Linked DNA regions of Mus musculus: all the other regions are linked to region 1. A link is a contact called in public Hi-C, HiCAR-type and promoter capture Hi-C data. All regions are on one chromosome and are shown on one strand. Each heading gives the region's core, a stretch centred on a gene start, on an enhancer-like site or on the middle of the called end of the contact. The rest is flanking DNA. Distances are from core to core; before and after follow the strand shown. Region 1 holds the start of Pikfyve (phosphoinositide kinase, FYVE type zinc finger containing). Region 2 has its middle 29 kb from the start of Gm25832. Region 3 holds the start of Kansl1l (KAT8 regulatory NSL complex subunit 1-like). Region 4 overlaps Kansl1l (KAT8 regulatory NSL complex subunit 1-like). Region 5 holds the start of Map2 (microtubule-associated protein 2).

Region 1 (5,995 bases), core at 2,157-4,656:
ATTCTTATTCTCTTTACAATTAAAGTTAATTTAAAATCTACAGGTAAGACGTAAATATGAGCAGACAAAAAATTTCCCATTACTTATAGGTGTCCAAGGTTTTTTGTTAAAATAATAATAGCTTTATAAAGTTAGAGCAGAAACTGACTTTATATAACATAAACTACTCAGCCTCATTTTACATATGTATCTGAGGAAAAGAAAGCCAGTCAGCTGGCAGGACATGTCTATGCAATCTGAGCAAAGGGCTTTGGCAACGCCTGTGACAAGTGCTCGAATCAACAGGCTTCCTCTTCTCTCCTCGTAGGCACAGGAACCTGGGATTTCCACAACTACCTTATAAGCCTAAACTCAAAAGACATTAAGGTATGACCTTCTTAAAAGGTGTTTTTGCTTATAAGTAACCAAGAAAGCATAATGGGCCAAAGCAGTGAGTCTAGTCACGAAATAAAGTCATAGGAAGGGACTGAGGCTCTTCCCCTCTTAGATTGAAAGTTTAAAGAGAAATATCCTTTGCTATGTTAGTAAAAAATGCTAAAGTTTGTAATCTATCTATACTTTAGAAAAAAGGGCATTATATTCTCCTAAAACTGTTTTCTCCTTCAAAATCAGATGTATAGGTTCATTTTATATTCACAACACTCCTAGAAGTCACATAAGTAAGTATTATTACTATAATTAACAATTGAGGCAACTAAAACAGTTTTCTTTTGGGTGAATCAGAGATAGTAATAAATAGACTTGTGACTATACAACTCTTGCAACAAAATTCTCTGACAGTCTTCTATCAAAAAAAATTTGTATTCTTCACAGACTTCCAATTCTAGCCAACTGTAGTCTCTTAATACTCAAGATTCTCTCAAATTAGTAAATTAAAACAGAAATGAAACCACTGACTTGGATGGAATTTTGGCAACAAGTGCTTATTGGAAAGGATGGGGAGGAAAAGAAAAGAGGAAGGCGATGGAGTAGGGGAAAGAGAGGAAAGGGAAGAAGAAAGACAGGGAAGGAGGACCTCTAGTATCAGGTAAAGTATTGTCTCAGTCAGGGTTACTACTGCTGTGATGAAACACCATGACCAAAGGAACGTCTGGAGTAAAGGGTTTATTTAGTTTACACTTCCACACCATTGTTTATCATCAAAGGTGGTCAGGAAAGGAACACAAGCAGGGTAAGACCTGGAGGCAGGAGCTGAGGCAAAGGCCATGGAGGGGTGCTGCTTACTGGCTTGTTCCTCATGAACAAGTGTTTAGCCTGCTTTCTTATAGAACCCAGGACCACCAGCCAGCCCAGGGATGGACACCACCCACCGTGGGGGCTGGGCCTTCCCCCATCAATCACTAGTTAAGATGATACCCTACAGGTTTGCTTACAGTCCATCTTATGAAGCCTCAATTGAGGCTCTCCTGTCTGAAAACTCCAGCTTGTGTCAAGCTAACATACAACTTCGATGCTATAGCATAAAGGATTAAGATGGCGATTAATCAAGTAAAAACTCAAAGTTTTGTTTTGTTTTAAAGACCACCAGAGAAAAAAGATGTAATGGCAATGAAAACCCTCATGCTTCCAAACACAACCTATTCTACGTCCACAAAAGCACCAACGAAAGCACAAAAACCAATCCACCTACAGAGTCTTAGAATTACTTCTAAAGGTCTTCTATATCCACAACTTTCTTTAACCTTTGGACATGTGAAAGTAAAAAATTATCATGAAAACACACATCACATCAAGTGCAGTCTCTAAAAACATAAATACAACCACATAGACCTAATCTTAATAATTACATGCCACCAGCAACCAAAAAAATTACAACTCTGATTTTTAGCAGCATAATAACTGTTTATACTGTAAAGGATGGCTCTTTCTGAATACATAATTAGAAATATTAACCTACTTATCCAACAACTTCTGCAGTGTTTCTCTGCACTAGTGTGGTATACACAGATTTGAAATGAGTATCTTGGTGAAGCAAATCAGAAAATGAATTCGATATTAAAGTGTAGCTTGACCTATCAGCTCATACGAAAACTGTAGGTGAAATTCAAAACAGCAGTGTAATCATTTTCTAGAGTGTTTTTTTCTTAAGTATAATTCTCAAACTTTTATCTATTAATGCAGGACAGCTGAATACAAGCAATGTTAGCTTCCATCAAGAAAGGCATATTGTTCATTTTGTGACCCATGCACAACAGAAACATTAAAGGAAAACCAGTGTGATCCACGTAACTTTTCCAGAAAGAGGCAAAGGGAGGGGGAGGACTCAGGAAATTAGTGTTGCTTCTCAGAAAAGTCCTGACCTTAGTCACAAGCCTTAACCTAATGAATCGAAGAGAAAGAAACTAAGACTATCTTCCCCCCACCCAACCCCCGCCGCCACCCCGCACGTGTGTCGGTCTCTGTCTCTGTCTATCTCTCTTTCACTCCCCCCCCCCGGGGGGGGGGGAGAGGGAATGGGACAGAGTGGGAGTCCTGGAGAGGCAGAAAGAGACTCAAATAAATGTAAAACAAGACGGTGAGGTTTGCTGGGCGTCTACCTCTACCAACACAAGATGCACCAACTGAAGAAGCAACCCTTCATCATTTAACACATTACGCACTTAAGATACACAGCAATGACCTGCTTTATGCAGAATTGCCATCTTCCCCTGAATGTCCTAAGAACCTACATAGGACAGAAGACCCTAAATTCCTAAATGCATCCATCAAATTTCACTTTCAACCTTTCTTGGGAACCTCTTGGGAAAGGGGAAACGACTTACTCGGAAACAAAGCCTCCTCCTCAAAACAGGACTACGTTAAAGTTAAAAAGGAAAAATAAAAGCCTCAAATGGCAAAAACCAGCATTTAAGCTGGTGGACACACTCAAGCATGGAATGGTTTCTGTGGGTCAGAACTTTCTTTTCCAGAGTAGGCTGCACCCTGAGACTTGAGCTCGCCCGCTCAGAGGAAGGGATGACATGGTCCACCTCCAAAATAAGTTCGAGCATTAGGAAAACAGAGAGGCAAGAGAACTTCCATTGTGTCAAGGAAGCCTCGGCGGGAGATGGCCCAGGAGGCCCGCGGCCGGTCTCGCCACACAGGGCCGCCGGGCGCTCAGAAGCCAGCCGGTTCCCGGCGGGTCTTCCCCGCTCGCCGGCCGAGTCTCGGCCGCAGAGCCCCGGGCCCTCGCCATCCCTCCGGCGGTGCTCCGCGACCCACGCTGGCCTTCCTCCCACTGCGCGCCCTGCCTGCCCATGCCTCGCCGCCTCCCTTACCTTCGCCTCCCGCCCCGGCCCCGCGGGCCTCCCGCCTCCCCGGCCTCCGCCTCACCACTCTCGGCCGGGAAGCCGAGGCCAAGCACAGCGCCGGCTTTCTCAGGCAGCCGGCGGTCGCGCCGAGAAGCCCAGAGGCTTACGCGGTAACTGCGGCTTCTCGCTTCCGCCTACCACCTCAAGGCTCCGCCCAGTACCCCTTCTAACCAATCATCAACCGGCTCCAAGGGCCGGCTCCGCCTACTTTTCTCCGCCCTCTAGACCTTCCGATCAGATGTTCAGGCTGAAAGAATCCAACCCAGAGAGTATCGTTCTAGACCCCCCCCCCCCTCCCCCCAGAGGACTTAACGCTGCCTCAGCCATCCTGAAGGAAGCGGGGAGGACGGTGCATGTGAGCATCACGCGCGCCAGGCATTAGACGCCAGCCAGTCGCTGTTACCGTATGTGTTCAACAACGTGAGCACATATAATTTAGGACCGCTCTCAGAGCTCTCTTGGACCGACTTCTACCTGTGTAGTCCAGAGTGAAGAGGTAGTTAATTAGCTTTCAGGATCCTTTCAGGACTCCGCTAACACCAACTATGTGTCTTTGAACAAATCGCTTGTTTCTCTAGGCCTCACACCTCTGGTGGGTAAAGGAGGGTTAATTATAGCTGCGTTTACTCCCTGTTGTTTTACTGTTGTTGTTTTTGTTGTTAATGTTTTTGGTGGTCTTGTTTGAGGATTAGGTAGAACTGTGCATGAAAGGCAGTTGGCACAGAATCTGACTCAAGTGAGGTTGAATATAGCTTTTTTTAATTCGGGTTTTGTGTTGCAGATAAGAGTTATCAAGCCCTGACTTGCTCAGCTTAGTATTAACATGACCCGTTATTTTTGTCCTGCTAACAGGGCTGTGCCGTTAAAAGTAGAAAACAAGCTAAAACCCGCTTACTGAAAGCGTAGGGCTTTGCAGGGGAGCATTGAAAGGAATCTGAAGGTTGGTGATATTCTGAGAATTCTTTTCTTCTAAAACTTTGGCATTTCCCACCCAGCTTTGGTTTTTTGTTTGTTTGATTTGTTTCAACGTTGGAAATTACCATCAAAACCTGAAGCTAGGGGACGCTGCAACTCCTGGTCACCATCCTTAACTGGCTCTTGGATCTTGTCCTCAGCGTCCTCTGACCGCATTGGTCTTCATTACTACTGTGCCTCTCTCCACTCTCCACTCTAACTGTCATCTATACAAATCAAAACACCGGGCTACCTTGGGTACTATCTATCCTTAACCTAACCACCTCCACCACCAACCACGTCCCTCACACATATCCCTGGGGGCTTGCAATGTCTCTTCAAACAAACCTTTCCCAATAACTCCTTCCTTGGCCCATAAACATACACAAGCATCTTCCCTAAGAAGAAGAAAAAAAAATCTTTTCTTAAATTAGCCCAACAGACCCTAATATTCCATAAACGTACAATAAATTATAAAATAGACCAAGAGAACACAATAGATAATCCAGCAGAGAGGATAGCAAGATACAGAAGAAACTCTATGTACAGAAACACCCGATCAACTAACACTTTTTAAAAGATATAGTGGGCTGAGCGGGTGCCAGAGGAGCATAGGGGGACGGCCAGGGGGTCAGATTCCTCTGAAACTGGAGATATAGGAGGTCGTGAGCCCCCAAATGTGGGTGCTAGGAATCAAACTTGGGTCCTCTGCAAAAGCAGTATATGCCCTTAACATTGAGCCATCTCTCCAGCTCCTCAGCTAACATTTTATGAGTCATTAATTGGACAAGTCCTCGTTCTCTGCGCCAGTCACTGGCCACATAGGTACCGTGCTAAAGGTAAAGCTGTGGCCATAACACAGTCCATGTTCCCCAGAAGTTTGCACTTCCGTGCCTACATTAGCATGAAGTTTAATTTCTGTGGGAAAATTGACTTCTCTTTTAGGAAAAGAAATTAGTTTGGGTTCTTACCTCATCCTAGACATCAAAAATTAATCCCAGGTGTATTTTATCTGTAGAGACATTTTGTGCGTACCTGTAACTATTCTTTCCCAGAACTTCCATCCAAGCACTTCTATGATACTTGCTGGGCTTGGGTGCACTATGGTACTGTGCTCACGTGCTTATAATACTTTACTGAGAATTCGTAGCCTTTCCCTCTCTTTATATTGGTTAGTATCAATATAATTTTTCTCAGTAATGCCCCAATTCAACACTGTCACTATTCAGTCTCTAAAAGTTGTCACTATTCTTTAAAAGTTGTCACTATTCTCTAAAAGTTGCCCCTGATTTGGCCAGTGGAAGCATCTCATGAAAACCCTGGGTATTGTTGCCAGGATCCATGACTTTCTGAACATTTGCTTTCTGTTTCCTATTTTCCCCTCTTACCTCTGCTCCCCAACCCCTAAAAACTACCACTCTGCTCTTTTTCTTTCTAACTTAACATTTTTAAAACTCTACACTTGAGACCTTACAGGGCTTTTATTTCTGGCGTATTTCACTTCCTATAGGCTCCTCCAGGTTCAGTATGTTGCCACAAAGGATAAAATTTCCTTGTTTTTAAATTTATATTTGTTCTAATGTTCAAAGTCAAGTAAATATTCTCTACTATCCCATAGATCATCTCTTCAAAGTTGTTTTTCTCGCTTTCCAGAGCACTTTATTTTGATAACATCCTATTTGTCTGTTTTGCTTTTTTTTTTTTTTTTTTTTTTTTTTTTTTTTTTTTTGCCTAAGCTTTTGGGTTAAACA
Region 2 (5,995 bases), core at 1,202-3,701, 1.7 Mb before region 1:
TTGCTGAGTCTGGGTTGCTTATCTTGGATGGGGGGGGGGGGGGGGTGCAAGGGGGGGATAATGGAGAAGCCACTGTCCTGAAAGCAGCAGCAGGAGGTTTGAGGCTGGGAAGAAAAGGTCCCTTGATCTTTGAGTTAAGGAGAGAAAGCCAGACCTGTAAGTAAAGAGGACAGAGACACGAAGCCAAGGAAATCCCTTCAGATGAACTAGATTCTGTGCAGTCGGTGGCTGGTGGGCTGAAAGGCACCGTGAGACTAGCAAGGAGAATATAAAGCACGGGAAGGGAGCTTGAGAAACCAGGACAGGGGCGTCATAAAAATATCACCCAAGACCGGGCTAAAATGCCAACCTCCATAACACGGAGCTCTGGCGGGCTCGACCCTGAGCACACCAGATCCACCTAGGAAACATTATAAATTGAGTTACGGATCTGAGCTCAGAAATCCTGATTTACGAGACCTGGAGTGAGACCTTGGCTTTGACATTCTTTAAAGCCCCCAGTGCTGCTAATGTGCAGCCAGAGATGAGACCCACTGCCTTCTCTGCCTTGGTAGAACTTTACTATTTAAAGGGAACGCACTTTCTTCAGTTACTGGCTCTGCCTCCCTTCCAAAGACAGCAAAACTGTCAGCATGACAGGAAGTGGGGTGCCAGGAAAGACAGCAAGAGGTAATAATTGTGTGCCCTACTGTTCAGCTTTGACCTGTATGAAAGCACTTGTTAGTTTGGGGGCTTCTCCTCACAGGCTCACAAACTTATGCGATCGTAAACACTAGTTCTCAATGGGTTGGAGCCCTTCTACCAACTTCAGTGAAGCCTTTTAGCATGTGCAGATTCGAAAGGAAAACTTCCGAGTGAAAACAGTTGCCCTCCTGCGAATATTGACACCACAGGAGTGAGCAGAGCCTTGATTTATTGACGTGCTTGCTACTATCACAGTCACAAATAAGACCAAGTATCACCACTTTGCATAGACCTGCTCTATGAAACTCTAATCACATCAACAATGAGGGAAAACAGACAGGCAAGTGTTTGGTAATTTGATTAAAAGAGATTGATTGAATGTAGTGTTACTAATAAAAGTGTTCCTTTTGGGCACGGAAGAAACACTAGCGAGAACACCATACTCTCCTAGTTCGGATAGAATGCCATTGTTACTTAACTCGCACTGAAGATATGCACTTGCAGCCTGCCCGTGGACATTTTTATGCCTCTTTCATTTTGCTTCAACTACATACTTAACAGGAAACTAAAGGCGCGGGGGGGGGGGGGGGGGCGGGGCGGGGGGGGGTTGGGAGGATGGATACAATCCAATGATGGGTATTCAATTAAAAACTAGCACAAAGCAAGCTTCTTTCATGCAAATGTGATGGCAAGCCCGAATTTGTTTTAGCTTCCTATTACCGTCAGAGAGTTAAATGTATCCTTTCATCTAATCCTTCTGACATCACCACGAGATAATGGGCATTATTATTATTACTCCTTTTTTTTTCACAGAAGAGGAAATTGAATGTCAGAGAAAAAGAGTTCGCCTGTGCACACACAGACTATTAATGGAAGATAACACTGACCTGGAAGCTTTCCACAAACCTCAGTGCTTAACCATACTGGGACTTCACACATCAGAAAATGGGGGCAAAAATATGACCACAGATTGCTTTGGGCGTGTCCTGGACATTCCCACCCCCACCCCCACACACTTCCTCTTGGTATTCTCATAAAATTCTTAAAACACAAATTCGCCCAATTGAGAAAGGTTTCATTATATTCATCTTCACACAGCAAGCTGACGCTGTGTGGAATTTTGTTATTGGCCTGTTCTGGTTTGGGGGGTGGGGGGGGGAGGTCTGTTTTCTTTTAAGGACAGTCTGTGTCTCAGCCCACTTGTACAATAAGATCTTTACGGGAACTGGGAGACAAAAGGTTGGAGAGCCAGTTTCTAGCCATGTATTGAAGGACAAAGGCTACATGAAACCACACAAAGCTGCTGGTGTTTAAATTTATGTTGCTCTATTGCCATCTTCTGGTTTTATTATAAAATGCATTTACCATTGTCAATCAGGCTGTGGACGTAGGTGAAAAAACCCACAGCAGCGAGAACCCCAGAATGTGTACTCTGGAGGGGCGCACACAGGGTTGCTTACAGTGCAATTGATTCCCATTAATTTAGTTGTTTATTAAGATTTTCGTTTTCCTTGAAATGAATTCTCACTTAGTTTTTATGGCTGGCTCAAGCAGTGCTCTCTTGCCTCAGCTTCCTCAGGAGCTGGAATTAAAGCAGCACACCACTGCACTTAGGTTTGTTAGCTGATTTATTAATGTAACAAATATTGATGAATCTGGGTGGGGCTGAGTGCCAGCAGTAGCCAAAAGTGTAGATCCTTCTATCAGGAATGCTGGAGCCCTAAGGACATTAAGACAGACCTAGAGTCACTCAAATGTTCCACCAGCAGATGGCAGCCAGTTTTCACTGCATTCTTTCTATGTGTTTTTAATTGGCGTTCTTTGACCAGCACCATAAAGTAACTAATGCAGGCAAACAATTGCTAGCTCTTGCCTAACCCTGCTGTTCTTTGAACTTAATGTACAGCACCATTTAAGCTTTGTAGTCAGATGGACACGCACAGGCTGAAGAACATAGCTCGTTGTCACACGTAATCTCTCTTGTAAAAGCGTATCTGGTGTTAATCCCACTGGGTGAGAAGAAGAACACTATCACAATGTTTGCGTGAAATTTAAAGCAAGCTTTAGTTAAACAGTGAGCAGGATGATGGACTCTGGCCAGATCCATTCCTGCTTTCCCAGAAAATGACCATGAGTCACCTTGTGCAGAGTCTTCACAAAGGCAACCCTGTAAAGTCACAATATTTCCCAACATGTCCATTCTGGGGGAAGCACATATCCTAAGGAACTTCCTGCCTGTATACCTCCCACCTACATCCAAGCAGGGGCAAACACACACCCTGACATATTTAAATATACATCCTGATATATTTCTTGCCTAAGTACCACCACCACCACCACCACCCGACACACACACACAAACACACTCACTTGTGGTCAAGCACATCTGGTGCAGTTGGGTCAAACAAACTTGTTTAGGGAAGTGACAACATGTGGTTTGTTATTTCCTATAAACAATAGCTGCCAGCATTTCAGCAAGTATCTGTCTCTAGGCAAGGCAATTAAAACTTAAAATGTAACTTTGGCTCTTAGAAGAGGAATAAAGAAGTTTGGGCAGCTGGCGTGGGCTAGGTGACCTGGGGGTGCTGGGTCCCAGAGTGGTAGCCCTGATGGTGATGGTGATGGTGATGGTGATGGTGATGGTGATGGTGATGGTGATGGTGATGGTGATGGTGATGGTGATGGTGATGGTGATGGTGATGGTAGGGCATTCTGACGTGAGCCTTTGTGAACATTGGAGCCTGGCCAGGCAGGTGGGTCCAGAAGTTCTTCAAGAGAAGAGAGCCTCCTGCCAAGTGTTACAGCTCAGTAAAAAAGCCAGTCTCAGAACATCCTTGATAAAATGACTTGTATGATTTATTCCATGTGGACAGGGAATATTTGAACGTTAGGGAGTGGGGTGGGATTTGGGGGTTAAATGTATTCTATTGGCCGAGGCTAAGATGCTGATAATGCTCTATTTGCATGCGGAGGAATCCCATGTGCTGTACTTGTAACCATCTGGTTGGGGTCTCCTGGTACGTACTCTGAAGCATGGAAACAGAAAGGGGGCTAGCCCCACTCCTACCAGTCACAAGTCTGAGGTTTCTGGTGTTTGAGCATGCTCCACCTCACCAGCTGTAGGACAATTCATCTGGCTGCTTGGAAATGAAAATATTAAGAGCTCAAACAATAACTGCAGAGGCAAGCTTTACTGGAAGAATACAAGCAATAGGAGAAAGGGTCTCAGGCACACAAGACAAGTTAGAAGAAATGAAAACTGCTAATAAAGAAAACTGTTAAGTTGAAAAACTTAACAGTAGGCACAAAACATACAGGTAGTTTGGGATACTATGAAAAGACCAAATCCATGAATAAAAGGAATAGAGGAAAGAGGAGAAACACAGGTCAAAGACACAGAAAATATTTTCTGTTTTGTTTTGGTGTGTGTGTGTGTGTGTGTGTGTGTGCGCGCGCGCGCGTTTGTGTATTTCATATGAAGCCGAAAGTTGTCCTTTCAAGATCTGTAAAAAAATGTTGGAATTTTGATGGGGATTGAATTGAATCTATAGATTGCTTTTAATAGGATGGCCATTTTTACAATATTAATCCTACCAATCTGTAATAGAAATTATAAATTTTGCTAGCCCATATCAAAGACACATAATCCAAGTATTTTATTTACAAGCTGTAAGTCTAGATTGGACAGGTTTTTAGAGCTATTTTAACTTACATCCCAGCCATATGTTCCTTGTTGCTTGCTGTTTCTCCTGGCCACATGCTCATGGTCCATCTCTTCTCATGGTGGCTTCCTCCTCTCTTCATGTCTTTTCTTCTTTTCTCTTTGGTCTCTCCTGAGACCCTCTCACTTGATCCTCAACGCCCATCTTTCTCCCTCTACTGCCCAATCACAGTCTCTAGCCTTTTATTGATCAGTTAAATTGGGGAGCAAGGTTTACATAGCATCACTTGGTGTGTGTTAGGATCTGCTTGTGTGTGTGTAGGAGTGGGTAAGAGATCTTAAGAGCCAGTGTTTAGCATTTAAATATAGCAGCAGCAGACCAACTGCCTACAACAATCCCTGAGCATGGGTGATCTTTCCATCTTCTAATATCACCAATTTCTTTCTTCAATATCTTCAAGTTTTTAATCATGTAAAAATTTCACTGCTTGATTAGAGTCGTGCCAAGATATTTTATAATATTTGCTAAAAAATGTTTATCAACTATAGGAGTTTTCTTCCTGGTGAAATTTTTTAGAGTCATATACATATATATACATATACATTATACATATACATATATACATATATACATACACACACTCACACACAAACACACACCACACACACACACACACACATACACACACACACACACATACTATCATATCATCTGCAAATAAAGATACTTTGAGTTCTTTCTTTCCAATTTAGTGATCGATAAAGAAGGACTCGGGCCACTGTGGGTGGTATCATTCCTGAGCTGGTGGTCATAGATTTTAGAACAAAGCAGGATGAATAGATACAAGACAGACTTCATTCAGCAACTGATGGGAGCAGATGCAGAATCTCACATTAGGTGGAGTTTGGGGAGGGGGAGAATGGGGGAATCAGAAAATCAGAGAGATCAAGGACACCACAAGAACATGGCCCACAGATTCACCTGACAGGGACTCATAGGGGTTTGCAAGGATCAGGGAGCCTTTAGGGGTCTAAGATCCTCTGCAAATATGTTACAGCTGAGTAGCTTGGAGTTCTTGTAGTTCTTGATTCCTAATAGAGTGTGTGTGTGTGTGTGTGTGTGTGTGTGTGTGTGTGTGTGTGTGTGTGTGTGTGTGTGTGTATGTGTATGTATGTGTGGTGGTGGTGGTGGTGGTATGTCTATTGCTTTTTTGCCTGCTTGTTGGACTCCTTCTCTTACTCAGATGCCTCATTCAGCCTTGATGTGATGGTTCATGCCTGATCTTATCATATAATCTTATAATCTTATAGTAGCTTGTTATGCCATGTTTGGTTGTTGTCCTGGGAGACCTACTCTTTTCTAAGGGGAGATGGTGGGGGAGTGGACCTAGGAGAGAGAGAGGAGGGGAGGATGAGAGACTAAGGGAGTGGGTGGAGGAGAGACTGAAGTCGGAATGTAATATATGAGAGAATAATAAGAAATAAAACTGAAAAGAAAGACAGAAAGAAAACAGGATGAGCAAGCCACGAGAGTACACAGTACCCATCTTTGGCTTTTGCATCAGCTCCTGCCTCCAGGTTCCTACCCTACTTTATTTTCTGTCCTGATTTCCTTCGTTGATAAACAGTGATCTGGAAGCATAAACAAAA
Region 3 (5,995 bases), core at 2,392-4,891, 1.6 Mb before region 1:
TGGTTATTTCACAGTAGCTTCCATAATAGCATATGTGGACATGCAACATCAATCTGTTTATCCTTTTGCAGATCGTACATCTTAGGGTTGCTCCCAATTTAGAGTCTGTTATAAAGGTGATGTCAATATTAATAAGCAAAGGACATCATTTTTTATTTTCCTGCTTTTGCAGGCTGGTTTTGTCCATGCTTGTACCCAGCAGTGGTTCCTGTAGTTTGTTGCAGATCCTCAACCCTTTTGTCTATAATTACAGGTTAATTAAAACTTAATATTACCTCCGGCTGTTTACTGTACTGCCCCACGTCATACACCTTCTGAATTTAATCATAAATATACTAGGACAGTGGAAGACAGTCATTTCTGGTACAGAAATATAAAGAACAATATAAACTCCCAGATGCTTTCTATTCTGAGTTGGACAAGAAGGCTGCCTTTGGATCCAGTCGGGACTGTGTGGAAGTACAGTATCTCCCTGCTTGGATGCCACTGAGCTTAATTTTAAAAAGTCAAAACAAAGCCTCCAGGAAATGAATAGAGGGCTGCAGAATGCAAGAATGAAACGTTCTTCCATTCAACCTTTGTTGGGAACCATGCCCTAAGCTCCTGGGATTGTGCTTCCATTCAGCATTGAGCAGAATGGCCTGAGCTCATGGAACTTATTAATATTCTAGACCAGGGAGAGGAAAAATAAAAATCTGTGTTATGCTGGATGGTGAAGTACTGGGAAGAAATGTGGACAGGAGGGGAACACAAAAGGCTATGTTTGTAATCCACTCTTGGCGGAGAGCTGCTTGAAGCCAGCGCTGATCTTTATCTCTCGCATTTATCACGGTGTCAGCTGGATCCTAAGTGCGGCAGCAGTGTTTCCTGACTGGAAGAAGTGACTGAGTGGATGCCAGTGCCGGCTTTATCTCATGAAATCATGGCAATACTGCTTACCTGGGTGCTTTCACGGGCTCCCAGTCAGGTCATAATTATGTCAGCAAGAACTGTGCCCTTCTCTTCTCCTTGCTGTTGCTGGATTTTTACACCTTTCTCTTCTCCCTCTCCTTAACCAATAATATATTTTTTTCTTGGAAACCAGCTTTCTTTTAATGTATCTTTAAAATAATAGATACTTGATTTTTAAGAATACATGAATCCTTTCAGTATTGTGCTAAGTAAAATAGGAAAACATTTGACAAGTGTCTTATAATATCAATTTTTAGAATTTAAGGTATTCTAAGGTCACTTGGAAAACTGGCATGCTTATATTACATGGAGCAGAAAACATGACTTAGAATCCTGTTCAGTGTCAAGGAACAATGTGCTTAGTGTGTAATTAAGTGAGTTAAAATAACCTCTGTGCAGTGCCATTTCATACATATGAACTACAGCAGGTTACAGAAATCACTGAGTTTTCTTCCTTGTGCTTTTTACAAAATAAATTTCCAGCTTGTGGTATTACACATTCTTTTCTTATTACTTTTCCTTATTACTTTTGAAGTATCATGAAATTGAATGTAAAAGGAAAAGGAAAGTGTTACATACATGATGGTTTCATATTTTGCTATATCTATGTAAGGTCTACATAGTCTGGCAGACTGAGGCTAGCTATAAGATGCAAGGATTACCCCAGTGTTGGAAAACAACCTATTTCCTACCGTGTTTGATGAACAAATGAGATACTACAGTTAAAAGCTTGTTGTAGATTTCTATGAATTTTGCAAAGTTTACTATGCTTTGCAAATATAAGCACCCTGCTGCTCTGTCCCCCTTATGAGTATAAATATCACCACAAAATATGTTTTCAGTACACATTTGGTTAACTTACAAGGATTTTGCTTTGGTAATAAGCAATTACTTCACAGGGACAAAGTAACCTTTTTTTTTTTGTTTTTGTTTTGTTTTTTTGGAGACAGGGTTTCTCTGTATGTATAGCCCTGGCTGTCCTGGAACTCACTTTGTAGACTAGGCAGGCCTCGAACTCAGAAATCCACCTGCCTCTGCCTCCCAGGTGCTGGCATTAAAGGCGTGCACCACCACACCTGGCTTGACAAAGTAACCTGTAGGCTCCATAATTACCCCAGCTTTAAATTTGAATTCCTTGTCAGTCATTACTCTGCTAGATACTGAGTGTAGGGCCTCCTTCACCCATGCTAGGCAAGCGCCCTCTCTTGTCTATGATTTAACAATGTAAGAGACAGTGTTGTTTTCTGCTCCAATAGTTGGATGCATATCATCTCCACCTAAGGGTACTGCTTTCTAAGTTATTCATGCCTTCCTCCCATTTTTTTTTTTTTTGTGAAGCCTTTAAAATGAATGCCCAGGTGAATACAGGATCTTAGAACTGCTTGATCACCGTTGACTTCTCAAACGGCTATACATCCACTGTGCAGTTTTGTTTTGGGTTTAGACACAGTCTCAGTATGTCGCTATGATTATCCTGGACCTAACCACTAGACTAGGCTGGCCCACCTGTGCCTGGGATTAAAGGTTTGTACCATCACTCCAGACCCTACCACATTCTTTAAGTGTTTTACCCATCCCTTTAAATATGACAAATATCCAGTGTTTACTTTTTCCTCCAACACACTGTTAGTCCATGATTTTTAATTGAATGAAGGCAAATCTATTTTCTGGACTGCCCATCCTTGACCCATATTGAGCAATTATTGTTCTGAGTAATTTTTATAACCATTTTCCCTACTGTAGGCAGTTTATCATAAAAATTATTTCAGCTATTTATTCATGTACTAGAAAAAGAAAGAACAGTTAATTTTCCAACTCTGGTAATGTCTTAAGTATTGCTTCTTTATGACTTCAATTCTATACACTCCTGCCTGTAAGCCCTTCCAAATAAATAAGGTAGAAGTGATATATCGATCTAAAAATTCTAGTGCCTTTTCACTTCCTACAGCATTCTAGTGAAAATCTGCTTAGCAAAGCGTCTAATCTATTATCTAAGGAGCTATATTTAGGCTATCGTTTTTTTCTCAAGCATCAAGTTCAAGCCTGGGGAAATGCCCGGGTGCGTTTAACGGTGGTGAGCTGCGAGCTGCGAGCTGGGCCAGGTGCAAGACTCGCTCGCAGAGATGTTTCTGTCTCTAGCCAACTGTTTCCATTAAAATCCCGCTGGTCTGCGCTACCTCAGAGTTAACTGCAGAGCTCCTTAATCATAAGCTAACTCAAATGTATCCATGGCAGGTCTGCCACCTATTTTAAGGTCCTCAGAGGTCCGACAGAGCATGACTCGGGATCGAGCCTCTGGGACCCATAGAAGCAAAAGGTTGGAGCGTTGAGGGCTGCTTAACCCTCGGCCTGGCCAGGACGGCCCTGCCCGCCCGGAGTTTCCAGGTCTTATTTTCCTGTAACAGACCTAAAGAAACCGCAGCGCCCCGCAGCACGGCCGGCGGGGTGACTTTTGCGGGCTGGCACCGGGGTGGAGAGAGCGCGGGACAACGGCGGCGCGGAACGCACTGGGAGCCGGCAGAGTTCGGCCACCGCGCTCAGGCTGCTTTCAGAACGCTCCCAGCGGCTTCCGCGGGCCCCGCCCCCGCCGGGGTTTCCCCGCCGCCCGTCTCATTTGCATGGCGCGCCCCTCCCCCGCTGCCATTGGCCGGCGCCGGGCCCCGCCCTCCCCCACTCCCCTCCCTCCGCCGTAGGGTTCCGTCCCCCGAGCGCCCGGAGCTGCGGGCAGCGGGCGGACTGTTAAACCGCGGCGGCGGCGTCAGCCGGGGCGGGAGCGGGGCGCGCTCTGGAGACGAGTCGGCGGCGCCCCGGGTGGGGGGAGGCGGGCGGACAGCTAGAGATCGCCTCGGCGGCCCCCACCACGGCCGGACCGAAGGTGCGGCGGCGGAGGGCAGCCAGGGCGCCCCAGCAGGCGAGTGGCCGGCGTCGCAGCGGCGGGCTGAGGGGGGTGGGTCTCCTCGGCGGGGGACGGCGGCGGCGCGGGGCGGGAAAGAGCGGAGAAGACCGCCGGGTGGACTCGCGGGCTCGGCGTCCGCCGGGCAGCCCCCTTTGCACCCCGAACCCTGCTTGCCGTTGGACTGCGGGCCCCGGCACAAGACCGTGCTTTGGGGCAGGGGTCGGACCGCAGCCAAATTTAAACGGCTAAACCTAACAGCCTTGGCAGACACGGCGGGGAGGGGAGGGCGGGGCAGGGGGCGGGCCTGGATTCGAGTCACGTGGGGATGGGGCGGGGCTTGGCAGGCCTCCCTTTTGTTTTGGCTGGCGCGTGCGCAGAAGGCGGAACACGTGGTTTTTCTTGGGCACGCCCTCTCCCTCCCCCCCCCCCCGCCCCCCGCAAGGCTGGAGCAGCGGCGCCTGTCCTGGGGGTGTGGGGCGCTCTGTGGGAAGCTTTCCGTAACGCTGAGCTTGGCTGGCCAGCGGCGACATTAATTTCTTCTTATTTGGGGCCGTTATGGATTTGGCCTTTAGAATTGTTTGGGGTGGAAGGGAGTGTTGTGGTTTATTGAAAGGTAACCGGTCCGAGTTGGTGTTGCTGCTTGTGCCCAAGAGGGGAGAGGGCTAGCTTTAAAAAAAGAAACAGCGTTTGGTAAGGAGAAATAAATGCAGGACGGTGTTGTGTGGTCCCAAATCGGGGAAGGAGCTGTTGGGATCTGCCTTGCGAGGAGCGGGCGCTGCGTGGGCGTCCTCGGTACCCCCGCAGAAGGCGCGGTGGCGGTTCCCTGTCCTCGCTGTTCCCATCGCGGGTTCCCGGGAGACTGGAGTTGTGGGAGTCACCTTCTGGCTTTGATTCCCCCAGCTTGGACGCAGAATGTGCCGGAGAGACTAAGAAAGATTGGCCGCCGCCGCCGCCTTTAATAGTTTAACTTTGTGTTTGTAGAAAGGTTTTTAAATCCTGATTGGATAGGGCAAGTTTGATAGCAACATAACTTCCCCGAAACTGTTCCTGAGCACAGCTGGCAAAACAGGCAGGATTTGAGGGTAGAAGTAGTTCTAAAAATAATTCGACAGTGGAGGGGGAAAAGCGCAGGTGTGGAACGCAGACTGTTTAGTAATGCCGGGGGTTGATTTCTGCGGTTTCCAGAGAGCTAACTAGCCGTTTCCTTGGGCAAGTCACAGCCTTGCTGATACATCTGTTTCCTCTGGAAAACCGTTTCGTAATACAGTTCCTGCCTTAAAAGAGTGTAATGAAGATCACGTGCCTTGTGTTAGTGAGCATAAATCACCACGTAATGTGGTGGTGTAACATAACGTCAGTTTTTAACAAAGCTAGCATATTTTTGGAATTTTAAGAATAAGCCGTGAAGTAAGATATTTGATTTTCGCCAGATCTGTTGCACTTTTTGTGTTGTTTCTGGCCATGTAACCAGGCTGGCCTCCGGACTTGCTGTGTAATCCAGGTCCCCTTTAGAGCTGACCTAGGAACGTGTGCCTAACTGCTGTAACTTTAAGTTTCTCTTCACGGTTTGAAAGATCACTGTCAAGGTCTGCTATCACTTCTTATCTATGTATAATTTTCCCTAAAACTGGAGAGCATGCGTTTTCAGTTAATTTAAAAGTAGAAATATTAAATATTCTCTGAAAAACGATTTTAATAACTGCTTAACATTTTCATCATTTGAGTATATTTTTAGTTTTTCCTATTGGCAGATGTTTGGGGTTTTTCTAATATTTTGTGTAAATTATTACACAAGTCTTTGAAATAGTATACTCCCCTTTCCCCATTAGATTTATAGGAGTCTGAGCCGGTTTTTAAAGTTTTTATGCTCTTGTGACACCCCAATTTTGAGCATGTATTAATTTACTCATAGAGGTATAAATGTGTCTCCTGCCATAGCCTAGTTCATCACCCAGGATTGGCTATATGGGGAAAACCTTGTTGTCCACTCCCACTCCCACACTGACCTGTATGTGGTATCTGGTGCATTTCCTAACTTACTGTTAGGTATTTGAGAGAAAACTTCATATTCACATGAGTATAGCAAATAGTGGATGTCTAGTAAAGACTTGCCGATTGGCTGCAAATATTTAAACTTTTTTTTTTAAA
Region 4 (5,995 bases), core at 2,586-5,085, 1.6 Mb before region 1:
TCCACATAAAATAACTCTCCAAAATTCCTAACATCCAGAAACAGATAGAAACTGTAGAAACAATTTCAGAAACATCAAGGAACTTTTCCCATATACAGTGTTGGAGACTCAGGTAGGCCAGTCACAGCAACACAGGGGCGGCTGGTAGCGATTCAGGGGCTGTCCCTTGACATTTTTTTCCCCCATTGGTGGAACCTATTGGTCTGGCAATAACTTAGTTACTAATATATTCCAGAGGTTTTTACTGCTATTCAAAATAAAACCAGATCAGATTTAGAGATGGGTAACAAATGGCTATTAAGGGACTAAAGATACCCTACGATAATTCTCTCTTGATCTGTAACATAATTATTATAACATAATTATGAAGTTGTAACCTGTCAGTCAGTTGGTAAAATTTCCAAGAACCTCAGTTCACAAATATTAAATATGTTAAAATTCATATAAAGTATAACTATAAAACTATATTTTCCATGTATAGTTTCTTTCATTATTTTATAGTTGGTATGTCTGTATCTAAACTGTAATAGGATGTAGCTGTATGAGAATTCACTAAGATTTGGTATGCAGTAAAATTGCTTAGTTAAGAGAAATGAAAGGTGCAAGGATGAGCCCTTGTACTTTTAAGCCTTTGGTTTTGATGTACTTCACCGTCATGCAAAAAGAAATTGGCATAAATTGTTAAAACTGTGTTGGATGTGAATTAATGATTTATAAGGAACATTAATTTTATACTAAGCAAAGTTTTAGCTTTGAAGATGTATATTTTGCAGCAGAAAATTCAGATTATTTCTATATTTTTACTATGTAATTCTCCAGTAATGTCAATTATTTTACTTATTGTTATAGTAAAATTGGCTAAAACTGAATGCTTTTGTATCATAATAAACCATAAAATTTACATTTAGCTTTCTGTGCTTTTGTTCATTTTATTTTACCCCCATCTCCAATTATTTCATACATTTCAGTGCTTCAGAGAATTTAGATGAGCTCTCTTCCTCCAGTAGCTGGTTACTTAATCAGAAGCACAGTAAGAAAAGGAGAAAAGACAGGACAAGATTGAAATCTCCATCCTTGGCTATCATGAGTACAGCTGCGCGAACAAGGCCCCTTCAAAGTTTCCATAAGAGAAAACTCTACAGATTGAGTCCCACTTTTTACTGGACTCCCGAGGTAAGGCTGCATTTGGGAAATCATGAAGAAAGATTTCACTACAAGTATTTTTTGAGTACAACTGGATGTGAGTTATACATAGATACTTAGAATAATTACATACAGAGATACAGTTTATAAATTAGATAATAACATACTGATAATAAAATTGGCATTTTTTAAACAAAGAAGTATTCTGAAATTTCTCTTATTTTGTTTTTTAAAGAAATAATTGTTGTTTTCTTTGCTGGAGATTTAACGTGGCCCCCTGCATGCTAAACCTGCACTTTATACTGAGCTATAAACTGCACCCCTGGTTTCAAAACAAAAACAAAACAAAACAAAAAGAAAAAAAAAAACAAATGTAGGTTGCTGTTTTGTCATTAAATTACAGTATGTTGCTGTTTTGTAAGTAAATTAAACTAACTTTGTAAGAAAATTAAATGTCAAGGTGATTTCTAAAATATACAGGTAATACTAAAATGTTCTACATGTTTGTCTTAGAAATATTTGCTCAGGTGAATAAGAGGTATAAGATTAGCGTGGATTACTAGAATCACAGAACCATTAGAAGAAAATACGGAGTCCTTTTAGGGTATTCAGGAGCTAGCTGAATAAATTTCTTCTGGCCATATATAGGAATATTTGAGTATCAAAATCCATAATTTCTCCTTCCCTTCTTTCTTCCTGCTTTCCTGTTTGTTTGCTTCCCAGCTTCCTTCCCTTCTGAAACAGGGTATTATGTATACTATGTTGGCCTTAACTTAGTGTGTTAGTAAACCAAGCATGGTTTTGAACTGATCCCCGTTTTCATATCTAGAGTGCCTGGATCATGACTTTGCTGGGAGTTGAACCCAAGTTTTATGAATGCTATATATGAGTGTTTGGTAATTTGCAAAACCCTGAGGTTTGAGGCTCAGGATTTCATAAAACTGGGCATATTGGCACATACCTGCAATCTCAACATTTGGGAGGTAGAGGCAAGAGGTGAAAAGTTCAAGGTCATCCTGCGCCACACAGTGAGCTCCAAGCTATGGTGGCCTAGATCAGACAATGTCTCACAGCAAGACAACACAAGACAACACAAAACAAAAAGGACATGCATCATGAATTCCCACTGATGACACATAGTAAATATAGACTGGCAGGTAGATAGGACAGGGTGTTAAATACAGAATGGATGATAAAGTAAAGAATGACTGGCAAGAATAGAGAGTGGTAATAATCCTGGGGTCAGGATTGAAGAGAGTGTAGAATAGAATATCTGCATAGACTTAAAAGTACAACAACCATTCCTACCTGTTGTCAGAGGTTTATAATTTTATTTTTGACAATCAGAAAATATTTCATCCAAGTTATCAAAGCCAGCTGCAGGGGTGTATAACTCTAACTTAAACATGAGTATTGATTAGACAAACTAAGAAACAACTGGCTTGGTATACTTAAAAGTTTTTAATGTCATGTCATGAAGAATTGTTCTTGATTGTGATATTGAGAAATATGACAAATTAATATGTGATCCAGAATAGAATATTGTCAGCAGGACAATATTCTTCGAACAATGAGAAAACTGAAATATGGTTGATAGATTATATAAAGATACTCATCAGGTTGGGGATGTAGCTCAATGGTAGAGCATCTGCCTTCCACCCAACACTACATTCTGGCTTCATTCCCAGCAATACATCAAACAAACAGAAAGTCAGTATTGGATTTTCTGAATGTGATGGCTATTTTCTTGTTATATAAGAAACCAACCTACTCTAGGAAGCATCCACTGAAATTTCAAAGGGTAGTAGCTAACAAGTTAACTCCTGTGCACCTAGGATGGTATCAGTTCTGTGTCATCCTTTGGAGAATAGAGGGTACAAGTCTGTAAGAACATTTCTATCCTGGCTGATTCAAGGCAATGCATTGAGAAGGAACAATGTAATGAAGAGGCTAAGAGCTCTTCTTTAGTCAACCGGATGTAGGAAGTACTTAGCTAATCATCAGTTCTTCTGTTTGACTTCTAAATATTAAAAGGCATTTTCAGGATTTATGGTTTCATTCCAGTATCACTTCTATCTTTAGACTAATAAAACAGTGAACAACTTAAAAGCTAGTTCCTTTTCAGGGATCTATCAGAGATGTGAGATTATCAGGCTAATTGCTACCCTGAACTATTTAGAGATGTGCAAAAAGAGTCACAGCTAAATTCAGACACAGAAGCCATATGGTACACTAGTAATGTACACTAATAATGGTACACAGTCTTGAGTGAACCTCCATTCCGCAATGGACTCAGCCACTTTAAAGCTTCAAGATGAGAGGGGATGGCTAATGGCTCTAGCAGGTAAGGAGGAAGACAATGTGAAATAGGCTTCCTCATTATCTGTAACAAGGATTCTTCAAGGGAAAGAGAACATCTTTCCTATTGTTATTACTAGTAATCTTTCACTGAAGACAAGTGGGTGTGTTTGTGTGTAAATAGGAAACATTGGTTAAATTCATAGCTTAAGGATGTAAGCTTTTAGTGTAAGGATACACTAAACTTTAGATGCAAATTAATCAGAAGATTAAGAATACTGCCTTTTCACACGCTTTATTGCCAAGCTAAAGGAACTCCAGTACAAGAACAGGTATGGCTTTTGACTGAGGAGGAATCTGAAGGGATCCAGAAGTGAAACAGGAAGTGGAAGACAGACTGTAAATTAAAAAGACAACCCACAAGTATCTTAGCAGGAAGGAAATACTGGCAGTTAACTTGCTTTTCTCTTTCTTCACTTTTTTAGCTGTTTATTTTTCTTGGTTTTGTTCCTCTTGGCCTGCTCTTGTGATTGCTTTTTCCTCCCTCTGTTATAGCTTTCATGCTTTTACTATTTTCTTTACTGATTCTCTCTCTCTTACCCCTTTCCAAACTCACCAATTTTTCAACTTATTTTTAGTAGTAGCTTTGGCATTATTAATAACTTAAACTTTCCTCTTTTGTAATTACAATCTGAGACCCTTTATAATCTTACTAAGGATGTTGGTTAAGTAGTAATTTGCATTTTAATACATTTTAATAATTGTTTTCTGGACAAATAGTTGTTTTGTTATTAATCTCTACTTCCTCTCCTTTAAAGAGTATTGCAGACTATAAGCCCAAGAGAAAACGACCTTCTCAAAAGTTATGAATAGATAAAGAAAAGAAAAATACATATACATCTCAAGAGATGTCTAAGTCACAATATAAAAATCCCAAGAAAATGAAAAATTTAGCTGGTAAGGCTCTTTAGCTAACTCTTCAGTAAGTAAAACCAAAGATGCTGAAATCATTACAGTGTAAGACAAGAAATTCAAAAGCCTACTGTAGATATGACCAATGACTTCAGAGAGGAAAGTCTGAAAAAGCAGGTGACTGAAGTGTGGATGTCAATGCAGGACCTATATTAAAATTGCTGAAACTTTAATCAAACAAGAAACAAAATAATAATAATAATAATAATAATAATTAATGATAATAATAACAATAACAACAACAATAACAACAACAGCCACAACCACCAGTGGAAACTATCAAACATGGAGTAGGTCAAAGAAGAAGAAACAAACCAGGGATTAAAAACAAAGTCAAGAGTACATTTAGAGATTAGTTTACAAATCAAATCAAATCAAATCAAATCAAATCAAATCAAATCAAATCAAAACAAAACAAAACAGGATGCCTGTGACTTTGAAAAACCTAAATGTACGTTTAATAGAAGAGGTGAATTTGAGGCTAAAAGCATAACAAACCTTTACAAATACAGAGAAACAGAAAACTTCTCAAACCCAGTGATACAGAGAAACAGACACTGGAGGCACTAAGAAGCCCTAATAATATGGCAAGAATAGAAGCTCTCCATGCCACATTAGAGTTAAATACAAACAACAGAACAAAGAAAGAATATTAAATACATGAGGAAGCTACATGAGGTGTCAAGTAGCCATTGGTGAGTTTGTAGTCCACATGGAGAACACATGGAGGGTAACACAGCAAGACTGTTTAAAAGTGCAAACAGAAGGCCAAGCACAACACAACAGCATTCCGTGTACTTATAAAGGCATTTCCATCCCAGGAACAATAGACCCCTCCTCTCACTGAATGCCTGAGAGGGTAGAAAAGCATGGCATGATCTCATCCACGTATTCATTCTTTCTTTCTTTCTTTCTTTCTTTCTTTCTTTCTTTCTTTCTTTCTTTCTTTCTTTCTTTCTTTCTTTCTTTCTATCTATCTATCTATCTATCTATCTATCTATCTATCTATCTATCTATCTATCTATCTATCTATCTAATCTATCTATCTATTTAATCTATCTATCTATGATTATGTTCTCTATCTATCTATCTATCTATCTATCTATCTATCTATCTATCTATCTATCTATCTATCTAATCTATCTATCTATTTAATCTATCTATCTATGATTATGTTCTCTATCTATCTATCTATCTATCTATCTATCTATCTATCTATCTATCTATCTATCTATCTATCATCTATCTAATCTATCTATTTAATCTATCTATCTATGATTATGTTATCTATCTATCTATCTATCTATCTATCTATCTATCTATCTATCTATCTATCTATCTATCTATGATTATGTTCTTTCTATTCCCAACTGCAGGGATTTTATTTAAAAAATGTTGAACTTGGTCAAGGACCCCTTATCCATTGGAACAGTGAGACAATCATGTGCTTTATGTCTCTTTACATATGTATGTGTTATAGTTATTAATTTCTTATGTTAAATCATTCCTAAATCTCTGAAATGAAACCAACTTGTGTGTGGTATACTACACATACACACACACATACACACACATACACATA
Region 5 (5,995 bases), core at 1,963-4,462, 1.1 Mb before region 1:
TGGAAATGTAGCTCAGGTGTAGAGTGAGTGACTAGGATTTGAATGCTGGTCTCAAACACCACCACTAAAAACAGTAATTATTAGCAGGACACACACATACAAATTTTATTAATTTACAAATTAATTAAATAGATATTAGCTGAAACTGTTATAGTTCAGCCACTATTTTGGGTGTGAAAATATGACTGAAAGAAAATTCAGTAAAGAGTTAACAGTTGTTCAGACAATATTGATTAGTCATGCCACGGAACTGAGACCGGCCTTACAACTCTGGAAGTCAAGCCTGTTTGGATTTGACTCACTAACAGATATTTTACCAAACAGGTTTGTTCTACAGAAAGTCCATCAGCATACCCCATAGATGTTTTCAAAATGGCCATAGGAAAGGAGGCAAGGGAGGCCTCTTGGTGGTCATATGCAAGCCCTCCAGTGCCTACAGAAAAATGCAATGGAGCTGAGCAGTTCATGTTGGCAGTATATTGCAGACTTCATGTTGAATAGGACGTTGATAATTTCATCGTTTTAAATTAGCACAGATATCCCAAAGCTCAAAATAAATATACATCTGAAAGCTAGGAATCGACCATGTGGTGTGTGTGTGTGTGAGTGTGTGTGTGTGTGTGTGAGAGTGTGTGAGTGTGTGTGTGTGTGTGAGTGTGTGTGTGTGAGAGTGTGTGAATGTGTGTGTGAGTGTGTGTGTGTTGTGTGTTGTGTATGTGTGTGCGTGCGTGTGAGTGTGTGTGAGTGTGTGTATGCATTTGTGTGTGTGAGTGTGAGTGTGTGTGTGTATGTGTGAGAGTGTGTGTGTATGTGTGTGTATGTGTGTGTGAGTGTGTGTGTATGTGTGAGTGTGTGTGTGTGTGTGTGTGTGTGTTCTACAGGGGTTTGGTCAGAAAATAAATAAAGAAAGAAATAGACAATTTTCATCAAATACAACAAAGTATTTTCATTTACTCTAAGTGAAACCTCCAAAAAGAATGATTTGTCCCACATCCAAGAGGTATGGAGGTAGGGATGGGGCTTGTTTGAGGCTTAGATACATAATTCTCCTGACGAATTTCTGAGACAAGGAAAATGCATAACCATGTCATTTCATGTCATTTGTCTTTAAGAACAAAACGTGGCATCTCTTGGGAGAGCACACTCATTTATTTATTTATTTTAATTCCTTCTCCTGTTCAGAATCATGTATGGTTGAGCCTACGCGTTGGAAGCCTGAGGACAGTGCCATGTGTCTCTTCCTCTCTTGTGCTGGGACTACCCACAGAAGCCGGGCTCTTCAGCAATGCTTGTGGGATGAATAAATTAAGTCGCTCGTGATTACCCATTGCAGAGAAAATGAACCTGCTGTAAATCCTCCGATTCATGGTGTACACTCTCACGGCTAGAATCTTTCAAGCTTATAGCGGTTGTCTCAGCCATTTTTTAAAAAGTATAGTTTTTAGAAAGCTAAAAGTATGAAATATTTTCAACTGACAGTCTTAAAGGAGAATTCTAAGGAGGATTCTATCGGGATGCCAGGAAAAGGCTTAAGGGTGGCACTGACTGGTCTCTCCTCAGGAAGGCAGAAAATGTCTTCCATTTTCTTTCTTTCTTTCTTCTTCTTCTTCTTCATCTTTTTTTTTTTTTTTTTTTGGTAAATGACTACTATATAGGTTTTGTGGACAAGAACATATGTTAAAGTCAGAGATAAAGTTAAAAAATTAAAGAGCAGGCAGTAATCATAACTGCCCTTTCAAGTCAATATACACCCTCATGCTAAGTTTAAAAATGATTATTTTTCATGTAAGGCTTGAGGCCCAGATCAATGGATTCAACTGCTTTCATAGCAAGAGAAAGGATCTATTTTCTTATGTTATTAATTCTGAATAAAGCATATGATACTAAGCTCTTTTGAAAATTAACCATTTCTGACTTTAAATATATTTCCTGTTGTATACTAAAGATATTGTATAGAAATTATAATATTTTATTCACCAAATTTCACAACACTGAGTCATCCCTGGGCTTCAGTCTCCAAAGCTCTTCCCATCTAAAAGGGTGAACCATTTTATTTAGAATATTTATTTTTTAAAGCATGGATCCACAGGAAACCTCCATCTAAAATAATTTTTAACATGTTTCTCTTAAGTTCAAATAAATATATTTTCTTTGTGATACACATATTTCAGACATTTTGTTAACTGTCACAATGACAAAAATCCAAACATTACAGATGAGCTAGGCAAGCTGATATTTCTTAGTATTTGCAGCATAGACAAAAGGCATATATTTTTTAGATACTTTCTATTCAAAATAGCCTCGGCTGATGGTGAAATCTGCATAAGAACTCCTACATCTTCTAGACAAAGATCAGACAATCCACTCTGGGATAAAAAACCAGCCATGAGGGTAAACCTAAAATAAAAGCATTCCAATTCTTTCTCAATTGCCCTTCCTTTAAACGTCCAAATAAATCATGCAGTACCTTTTAATTTTCTGACTGAGTGCTTCCCAATCAGTGCTTCCTCTGTTAGAGACAAGCTGAGGAACCTAGAGAAACAAAAGAAACACATATATACATATAGGTTTGTCAGATAAATATCAAAAATCACAACTCACCAATAAGTCCATTCATCCTTGATATCCAGATAATAAATGTATGCCTTGGAGTCTGGAGCACAAAAAAGGCAGCGCTTGGATTTTAAGCTCAATAACGTATTTAAAACACAGTATTCCGAGGCCACATAAAGCTGATCCTTTGAAAACGTGGATTAAAAAGAAAAGAAAATGTAAAAAGCCCTAAAGCATTACCGGTAGATATGCAGCAATACCCCTCGAATGGAGTCTGTAAGAGCTGCCACCGCAGAACCCTGCTTCAGGAACACTCCCTCTGTTCTGTGTCGCTAGCTCCAGACAGACGCAGTCTGAAAGCCACCAGCTCCTGTCTGTGTGTGCCGTGGAAAGGGAAGCTGCAAATTAGAAAAAGTCCCCGCAGTGGCGGAAAGGAAAATAAGGCAAGTAGGAGAGGGAGAGAGAGCTCACTAGGCTTAGAATTTTCGAGAATGATGACAAGCCACTCAGCTCCGCCATCATTCACTGACAAAAGGATGCTGCCTCTGGCTTAGGATTTAGCGGTTTGCCATGGGGACTTCTGGTACCAAATGCCTGACAGGCATTTTAATTGCCTCCATCCAAATGTGTCCCCAGGAGTCAAGTCTATAAGCCTACGAATGTCATCATCTGGTCTCCTTTGTGTCACACACACACACACACACACACACACGTGGGGGCGGGGCAGGCTTAGAGAGACTCGTTTTCAGGAATATAGGATTACAGGCAAGTTAAGCTACACAAACTGGACATAAGTAAATGATCATTAATTGGAATTTTATTATCTATATGAAGTATACTAGAGATAGTTTGAGGTTTTGTCATTGACAGATGAATACAATATTTAAAAACTATCCCATATTATTATTTATGTCCCAAAAAGGTATGTATTAAAGAAGTGTATATACTAGTATATATTTTTCTACAGAAAATTCAAAGGCTTTGTAAATATGATAACTACAAGCTTGGCAATGTGTCACTTCAAGGCTAGCCATGTGATATCCCTCTGCAATCATTTTATTCTGGTTCCATACAAAAGAAGGTGACAACCAGTTTGAGGACTGGGACTTTGCTGTCCCTGAGGTGAAGGTTATTACAGGGAACTCAGTGTTTGGCATAACCAGTCTCCCCTTCGTGTTAGCAAATGAAATTAACAATTGAATATCCCTGTCATACAGTGTGCTTTATGTAGGGGACTTAACTGTAGAATAATTCTTCACCTGTATTATCCTGGAGAAAATGGTTAATAGATGAATTGGTAAAGCATTGTTAGAGCCCTGAACCAGTAAATGGAGTAAATTTTCTGTGTATCAAAAGGGCCAGCTGCAAAGAAGGTTGCTGAGAGGAAGTATCACCATGGTTACCGGAAACAAAAAGCAAGGGGGTGGGGGTTGGAGAGAAGGGAGATGCCAGGAAGAGAGAACAGGAGTACAGTGGAGAAAATCTGGAGACAAAAGGATACAGTTCCTTCTCCTCCTTCTAGAAAGCTCTGCCTCTGACAGATTTGTGTTGTGCTTTCAATTCAATTAAGATGGAGTTTCATTTCCTGCTGCCATGTTCTTCCCCATTTTTGATCATGAGCTAATTTTGCTTTCATAAATATTCATTTTTTTTCTTTTCTATGGGATTGATCCAATCCATATCTGCATCTTCAGAAATCACTCAGCCTCACAGATGAGAAAGCTGGGGCCTGAGGGCTACTACATCCTAATTCCCACACAGAGGCAGCAGCCTGGCTTCCTAACTAGCCCACTGGGCTGTCCCCTCTCACCAAGTGACTTTCTCTTCTTTCCTCTTATGCTGTTTGAAGGCAAAACAGAATCCAGTAAGATCCTGTGCCTTTGATCTTGTCAACCTTTCATTTGCAGAAGCAACATTCTCCCCTTTTAGGACACACTGCACTAATCTTACGAACCAGCTTTGCCTACTGTCTGTGCTGGACTGTGTATAAGGCCACAGAACTTGGGTGATCATAGCAACAGCCCTTCTTCCTTTTACATTCTGGCAGTCAGATGGATCAACTGCCCTTTGCAGATCTATCTTGTTCACCCAGCTTAACCATCAGGGCCTGGGACTTCTGACATTATTGGCATTGTTGTTTTTACAAGCATGAAAGTGGAATATCAAACTGAGCCAGGGTTCCCATGTTGATCGTATATATCACAATGTAAATCTTTCTGGGGTTATCTAAAACAATGATGCTGGAAAACTGGAAGTCCAGGTGTATTGTATGCATGCATGTGTGCATGCCAATGTGTGTGTATGCGTGTGTGTGTGTGTGTGTGTGTGTGTGTCAGTGTGTGTGTATGCATGTATTCATCTATGTGCATGTAGAGGTAGAGATGTCAGTCAAAAATCTTTTTTTACTACAGATTTAAGAAGTGATTTTCCTCAGCCTATGAATCACAAAAATGACTGGCCTGATAAGATATTCTCAATGGTGCAATAATAACAACATTTTTATTGGGGGGATAACCAACAGCTGTCTAATTAGACTTAAGGACTGCTTAATAGGAAGGAATTCATGCCTGGTACTGTGTGTGGCTCAAGCCAACTACACATGGCAGGAGAGTCATAGACCCTCGAGGAGAAGCTACTCCTGCTATTTTCCTAAATTAATCTAATTCCTAACTACATTCTAAATCCCTGTCCTTTCACTTATAGATTAGTACAGTTCTCAGGAATTCTCAAAGAAATTTCTTGCCCCATCAGAATGCAGAATCACAGAGATCCAGGGCTGATCAAAACATAGAGAATAAGTGACTATGGTGTACCCAGTCATAATTGGTAATCTACATCGCAATGCTATACCCAAGGCTCAGGGAACATTCCAGAAGAGGGGCTGGAAAGACTGTCATTGCCAGAGGACCTGCTGAGTTATAGTGTCATTTGCTCTCCTTCTGGACAGAACAAAGAAGCTGAATGCATGAGGTCTTAAAAGTATGGTTTCCTAAGCAAGATGTGTATAATGAAGGCATCAGTTGACAAGCCAGTGTGGCTGGGGTAAATTTCTTGAGGCCCTAGATAAAGGGCTGAGACAGAGAGAATCATCTCTCTCCAAGGATGATCCCCTGATTGGTTGCCCAATCCCAAGTAGTTAGTCCTAAACACATGTACATTTGAACAACACCAGATACACTCAATTCTCTCTGTCTCTCTCTCTCTCATATAATACAATAACAATTAAAGAAGAGAAGGTCATGAGTGGAAGTGATATAAAACATGGGAGGACTAGGAGTTGGAGCAGGGAAGCTGTATTGAGAAAGATGTTTATACAATTCTTATATATGAAAAAGATTTTTAATAGTGTGAAAGTTACATTAATGGATGATTAGTTCAAAGACAATAAAAGTCATCTTTGTGGTACATATGCTTTCCCTATTATTCATATTAAGCATTCTAT

The links. Promoter capture Hi-C pulls out the DNA fragments that hold promoters and counts their contacts. Hi-C and Micro-C count contacts between places; a contact is called where the count stands out from the background. HiCAR-type assays count read pairs that join an accessible place to other places.
Region 2: a contact with region 1 is called in a HiCAR-type map of astrocytes, with 3 times the contacts expected there. The contact joins the enhancer-like site here to the promoter of Pikfyve in region 1. A contact is called at or near these places in 2 of 39 promoter capture datasets (hippocampal neurons and pre-B cells) and 4 of 115 datasets of contacts at active chromatin or transcription factors (astrocytes, embryonic forebrain, large pre-B cells and 1 more).
Region 3: a Hi-C map of B cells shows a contact between it and region 1, with 11 read pairs. The contact joins the promoter of Kansl1l here to the promoter of Pikfyve in region 1. A contact is called at or near these places in 18 of 39 promoter capture datasets (the 3T3-L1 cell line, the C10 cell line, the HPC-7 cell line and 12 more), 27 of 484 Hi-C or Micro-C datasets (B cells, CD4 T cells, CD8 T cells and 21 more), 23 of 115 datasets of contacts at active chromatin or transcription factors (the 230-238 cell line, DN3 thymocytes, the SCID.adh cell line and 19 more) and 2 of 9 other capture datasets (adipose tissue and liver).
Region 4: a contact with region 1 is called in a promoter capture Hi-C map of pre-B cells. The contact joins the enhancer-like site here to the promoter of Pikfyve in region 1. A contact is called at or near these places in 10 of 39 promoter capture datasets (the C10 cell line, cranial neural crest, frontonasal cranial neural crest and 6 more) and 4 of 115 datasets of contacts at active chromatin or transcription factors (astrocytes, bone marrow-derived dendritic cells, embryonic limb bud and 1 more).
Region 5: a contact with region 1 is called in a HiCAR-type map of astrocytes, with 2.7 times the contacts expected there. The contact joins the promoter of Map2 here to the promoter of Pikfyve in region 1. A contact is called at or near these places in 1 of 39 promoter capture datasets (hippocampal neurons), 1 of 484 Hi-C or Micro-C datasets (cerebral cortex) and 2 of 115 datasets of contacts at active chromatin or transcription factors (astrocytes and embryonic forebrain).

What each region holds. Positions count from the first base shown.
Region 1 is chr1:65,184,096-65,190,090 of GRCm38.p6, reverse strand. It overlaps Pikfyve (phosphoinositide kinase, FYVE type zinc finger containing), which reads right to left and starts at 3,406. Exons shown (of 42, transcript NM_001310624.1): 1 at 3,258-3,406. It also overlaps a transcript of Idh1 not described here.
Region 2 is chr1:66,892,342-66,898,336 of GRCm38.p6, reverse strand. No RefSeq gene overlaps it. Among named protein-coding and RNA genes, the nearest start is that of Gm25832, 29 kb to the right of the region's middle. Within about 2 kb of position 2,451, at least 76 of the 459 cell types and tissues checked have an H3K27ac peak or open chromatin away from gene starts, as enhancers often do. A contact at or near this core is called in astrocytes, hippocampal neurons and pancreatic cancer cells, where this site is marked.
Region 3 is chr1:66,815,241-66,821,235 of GRCm38.p6, reverse strand. It overlaps Kansl1l (KAT8 regulatory NSL complex subunit 1-like), which reads left to right and starts at 3,641. Exons shown (of 15, transcript NM_001122738.1): 1 at 3,641-3,862.
Region 4 is chr1:66,757,226-66,763,220 of GRCm38.p6, reverse strand. It overlaps Kansl1l (KAT8 regulatory NSL complex subunit 1-like), which reads left to right. Exons shown (of 15, transcript NM_001122738.1): 6 at 969-1,173. All of the region lies in intron 1 of Gm46093 (a long non-coding RNA gene), which reads right to left. Among named protein-coding and RNA genes, the nearest start is that of Gm46093, 22 kb to the right of the region's middle. Within about 2 kb of position 3,835, at least 6 of the 459 cell types and tissues checked have an H3K27ac peak or open chromatin away from gene starts, as enhancers often do. A contact at or near this core is called in pre-B cells, where this site is marked.
Region 5 is chr1:66,318,941-66,324,935 of GRCm38.p6, reverse strand. Map2 (microtubule-associated protein 2) reads right to left here and starts at 3,212. Exons shown (of 15, transcript NM_001310634.1): 1 at 2,794-3,212; 2 at 2,468-2,532.